Regions from separate parts of the Pan troglodytes genome. Here region 1 is linked to region 2. The links are chromatin contacts, called in public HiChIP or PLAC-seq maps. All regions are on one chromosome and are shown on one strand. Each heading gives the region's core, a stretch centred on a gene start, on an enhancer-like site or on the middle of the called end of the contact. The rest is flanking DNA. Distances are from core to core; before and after follow the strand shown. Region 1 holds the start of RRS1 (ribosome biogenesis regulator 1 homolog). Region 2 holds the start of PDE7A (phosphodiesterase 7A).

The links. HiChIP or PLAC-seq counts read pairs in DNA pulled down with a chosen protein or histone mark.
Region 1: an H3K4me3 HiChIP or PLAC-seq map of stem cell-derived excitatory neurons shows a contact between it and region 2, with 4 times the contacts expected there. The contact joins the promoter of RRS1 here to the promoter of PDE7A in region 2. A contact is called at or near these places in 1 of 7 Hi-C or Micro-C datasets (stem cell-derived neural progenitor cells) and 1 of 1 datasets of contacts at active chromatin or transcription factors (stem cell-derived excitatory neurons).

Annotation. Positions count from the first base shown.
Region 1 is chr7:75,077,601-75,080,300 of NHGRI_mPanTro3-v2.0_pri, forward strand. RRS1 (ribosome biogenesis regulator 1 homolog) reads left to right here and starts at 1,426. Exons shown (of 1, transcript XM_016959530.4): 1 at 1,426-2,700. The coding sequence starts at 1,720.
Region 2 is chr7:74,486,430-74,489,167 of NHGRI_mPanTro3-v2.0_pri, forward strand. It overlaps PDE7A (phosphodiesterase 7A), which reads right to left and starts at 1,414. Exons shown (of 14, transcript XM_063816332.1): 1 at 1-1,414.

The DNA.
Region 1 (2,700 bases), core at 176-2,675, 590 kb after region 2:
AGTGAAAGGAAGATAAACCCTGTAAACCACGCAATCAACAGTGCCTCTGATACTCAAATGTACATCCTAGTCACCTACAGATCTTATTAAAATAAAGGTTCTGATAAATTACATCTAGAGTGAGGCCTGACGTTCTGCATTTCCAACAAGCTCCCAGGGGATATTATGCTGCTGGTATGCAGACCACACTTTAATGAGTATCAAGAGCTTGGACGACATTGCAGAGAATAGATCTACAGACTTAAAACCAGAGTTAAGATATCTCTTGTTCTTATATTCCCTAACTGCATAACTTTAGATAAGTCATTTCACCTCTCTGAGCCCTCCTTGTTTCATCTGTGAAAATAATATAGTTAATACAATAATTAATAACATAGTTAATACTAATAGCTAACACATACTGAGTTCTTACCATGTAGCAGAAACTAATGTTTTATGTTTGTCAATTTATAAATAAGGCTTAGATCAAACATTCTCTCCAAGTAATGGTGACCTGATACCTGATTGCAGGCCGTTTGACTCATACTTAACACCATGTAGCACTTACCTCCCAGAGCCTATGAAAATGAAATAATAATCGGTATTTGGCTAATTTGTACTGAGTACTCATACGCTCCAGGCCCTCGTTTAACCCTCCCTTGGACGATATTAACTCATTTATCTTATAACCACCCTAGGAAGTATTATTATCATTATCTCGCAGGCCTTAAAATGTCCTCAACAAGTAAAATTGCTGAAGGAACAACAGTGGCACAGTCAGGATTGGAACCCAGGCAGTGTAACTGCAGAGCATGGCTTAGTTTCAGCATTGTACTAGATTAATTGAACTAGACTAGGTTCTGTAACTGCAGAATCCCGGAGCTCCAAGTCAGCTAGCTCACTAGGGTCGGTGCACACCCGCGCCCACTCGGGGTGGCTTCATTGCCAGTGACTCCCAAAACAAAACGAATCTTCTACAATTAGCTCTATGTGTATCTTTGGGATGTCATCTTTCTCGGGCCACAACTAGGAACCCTGAAAGCCGATTATGACTCCAGTGAAACTATTTGGCCCTAAGAAGGGTGATTGTCTAAACATCTTCACAACGGATTTACACTGAAATTGTAACACGCACTTGATTGGAACCCCACACCACAGGCAGTCCCAGGAATTTGTACCCGCCCCGGTCCCGGACCGCGCCCCTGGACAAACCCTCCGGCCCGCCCCTCCGGATTGAGCCCCAAGACTGTCCCCGGACCACCATCCTAAGACCACTCCCTGAACTGCCCCCCGCCCAAGACCGCCCCCCGGGACCGCCCTCTCTAGACCGCCTGCGAGACTGTCCCCGGACCGCCCCCTGGACCGCCCCCTAGGCGGCCCCCCGAGCTGTCCCTGGACCGCCCTCTAGACCGCCTCCCGCCCCGCTGCATCCTGGGAATCGTAGTCCCAATCCTGCTCTGGAACTAGCCGTGCGGCCTGCTCGGGCCAGCTCCGCCTCTATCTGGCGCCAGCCTAAAGGTCCCGCTTCTAATCCCATCATCTCTCCATACCGCCCTCTGCCGGCCTTTCCTCTGGTCGCCCGGATTGCGAGCCGCTTCCGGGCGCTCCGGAAGCGAACCTTTCTTTTCCGGATTGGGCATCCCGGCATCTGCACGTGGTTATGCTGCCGGAGTTTGGGCCGCCACTGTAGGAAAAGTAACTTCAGCTGCAGCCCCAAAGCGAGTGAGCCGAGCCGGAGCCATGGAGGGCCAGAGCGTGGAGGAGCTGCTCGCAAAGGCAGAGCAGGACGAGGCAGAGAAGTTGCAACGCATCACGGTGCACAAGGAGCTGGAGCTGCAGTTTGACCTGGGCAACCTGCTGGCGTCGGACCGGAACCCCCCGACCCGGCTGCGGTGCGCCGGACCCACGCCGGAGGCCGAGCTACGGGCCCTGGCGCGGGACAACACGCAACTGCTCATCAACCAGCTGTGGCAGCTGCCCACGGAGCGCGTGGAAGAGGCGATAGTGGCGCGGCTGCCGGAGCCCACCACACGCCTGCCGCGAGAGAAGCCTCTGCCCCGACCGCGGCCACTTACACGCTGGCAGCAGTTCGCGCGCCTCAAGGGCATCCGTCCCAAGAAGAAGACCAACCTGGTGTGGGACGAGGTGAGTAGCCAGTGGCGGCGGCGCTGGGGCTACCAGCGCGCCCGGGACGACACCAAAGAATGGCTGATTGAGGTGCCCGGCAATGCCGACCCCTTGGAGGACCAGTTCGCCAAGCGGATTCAGGCCAAGAAGGAACGGGTGGCCAAGAACGAGCTGAACCGGCTGCGTAACCTGGCCCGCGCGCACAAGATGCAGCTGCCCAGCGCGGCCGGCTTGCACCCTACCGGACACCAGAGTAAGGAGGAGCTGGGCCGCGCCATGCAAGTGGCCAAGGTCTCCACCGCCTCTGTGGGGCGCTATCAGGAGCGCCTCCCCAAGGAGAAGGCGCCCCGGGGCTCCGGCAAGAAAAGGAAGTTTCAACCCCTTTTCGGGGACTTTGCAGCCGAGAAAAAGAACCAGTTGGAGCTGCTTCGTGTCATGAACAGCAAGAAGCCTCAGCTGGATGTGACGAGGGCCACCAATAAGCAGATGAGGGAGGAGGACCAGGAGGAGGCCGCCAAGAGGAGGAAAATGAGCCAGAAGGGCAAGAGAAAGGGAGGCCGGCAGGGGCCTGGGGGCAAGAGGAAAGGGGGCCCG
Region 2 (2,738 bases), core at 164-2,663:
ATCCACCTTTCTACTGATTTGAGATGACTAGCCACTGACAAGGTGGAAGGCCTTTGAAAGCACTGCATAACTTCCACTGATGATGAGATCACATACCAAATGCACGTAATCCGGTAAATGAGCAAAAGTAGACCTTTTATCATCTTCCCATGGCATGTTTCTTTTCTCTTGCTAAAACTTTATACCTCCTACGTGGATATTTTTCTACCTGTCTGCTTTCTACTATTAAAAGAACTATAACCTCCAACGTGGTCTTGTGGATTTTGTCTTCATTAGATGATGTAAGCTCCCCTTTAGTACAGCTGATCCAACTCATCTTTGAAATCCAAATTACTCCCACAACTTCTAGTAGATGTATTGAGCATCTACTATATGCTTGGGATTATACTGAGCAAGTTTTCCTGCGTTATCACGTTTACTTCTCACAAAAACCTCATGAGGTAATTATTAGTACCTGAGTTGAGAATAGGCTCATGGAAACACGCTTGCCCTAGACCTTACACAGATAAGTGGCAAGAACTAACCTCAAATAATGTTTGAATTCTGTGTAAATCTAACCATCCAGGAGGTGATATTGGTGTGATGTTACTGTGTGCCAAATAAAATAACTATATTACATTTAATAACATCTAAGAGACTCAGGTTGATTAAATCATTTAATGACACTCAGAGCACTAAGTAGATAACTAAAAAATGTAACCCCCTTCAACATAGTTGGTTACTATTGTGCACCTGTGAACCAAAAACCATGACAGGCATTCTACTTACAATGTTTAACTTTACCCAACGCAATAGCCACGTAAGTCAGGTAATTTTATCCTGATTCTACAGATGAGGAATCAGATTACAAGACCATAAGTCATTTGTCCCAGTGAACTCTGGTCTATGATTTCAGAGCCATGCGTTTTCCACCATACCACACAGTATCTCAAGACCAGAGTTTTTCAGCTCTTTACAGTGTTCTTTACAGCACATTAATCAGGTTGTTCAGAGAAACACAACCCATAGGATGTACATATAGAGAGAGGGAGAGAGAGTTATTTTAAGGAATTGGCTTATGTTTTGTGAAGGCTGGCAAGTCTGAAATCTGTAGGGCAGGCCAGCAGGCTGGAAATTCAAGTAAGAGTTGAAATTGCAGTCTTGAGTCTGAAATCTGCACAGCAGAACCACAGGCTGAAAACTCAGACAGGGTTTCTACATTGGAGTCTTGATGCAGACCTGAGTCATCCTCAGGAAACCTAAGTCTTTGCTCTTAATGCTTTCAACTCTTTGGATGAGGTCCACCCACTCCATGGAGAGTAATCTGCTTAGAACCAATGGATTACAAATGGTAGTCACACCCACAAATATCTTCATAGTAACATCTAGACTAGTATTTGACCAAATGACTGAACATCACAGTTTAGCCAAGTTGATACATAAAATTAACTATCACAGGGAGCAAAAGTTAAATAAAGAAATGCCATTACTTTCTGTAACAAAAAGAAAAGTACCTAAGAAAAAAGTATCAAAAACTGCAAAATTCTTATAAAGGAGGCTTTTACATGGTTGAAATATAATAGCCGACTTGAATATTTAGAAAGTATTCGCATGAAACACAAATATCTTCACATTATGTGCCCATTTAATCTTTCCAACATGTTTTCCTTCCCCAGACCTCCTTGTCACCAGTTTTCTAATCATATTCCTTCCGAGGTCCAAACCATCTATCCAAGCAGTCAGATACTGCTCATGAATCAGTATAGACCTCCACATGTAGCTATTCCCCTTTCCAGACAAAATGAACAACCAGGTATGCAGCTCCAAGTTCTGCTGACTGGGAGTATTTCTCTTCACCGCCTCTAGAACCACCACAGAGAGGGGCCATCGTGTTGTAGCTGTCCACTGTCTGCACCATAAAATGCAGCACTATCTGTAAATCAGTTGCAAATATTTTTCTCAACAGGTTATAGGGGACCACATGCCTTGGATGCCTTCTGGCTCCAAGGTTTCTGCTGAGAAATTAAATAATAATCTCATTGAGAATCCCATGTATATAAAGAATTACTTTTCTCTCATTGCTCTCAAAATTCTTTTTTTTTCAGCAGTGTGATAATGTCTTGGTCTGGGTCTTTTTGGGTTTGTCATACTTGAATTTGGCTGATCTAAGATATCTAAACATGATTTCTGTAAATTCAGGGAGTGTTCTGCCATTGTTTCTTCTAATAATCTCTCTGCTTCTTTCCCTTTTCTCTTTCTGTAAATACCATAATGCATGCATTAGTCTGCTTGATGGTGTCACATATGTTCCTTAAACTCTGTTCACTTTTCTTTACTCCTTTTTATTTCTGTTTCTCAGAATTTGTAATTTCACATGTCCCATAGTCAAGTTCACTTATTCTTTCTTCTGCCTATTCAAGTCTGCTGGAGAACCCCTCTAATAGATTTTTCAACTTGGTTATTGTATTTTTCAGCTTCAGAATTTGGTTCCAGTTTATAATTTCTATCTCTTTGCCAATGATTAATTTTGTTTACATATTGTTTTCCTGATTCCACTTAGTTCTCTGTCCATATTTTCCCTTAGCTCTTTCAGCATATTAAGGACAGCTATTTTAAAGTATTTGTCTAGTACGTCTAATGTCTGTGTTTTTTCAGGGAAGGTAACTGCTACTTTATTTTCTTTTTGAGAGGGACATGTTTTTCTGGGTTTTTGAAATATGTCTTGTGGGAGTTTTGTTGTTATTGCTGAAAATTGGGCA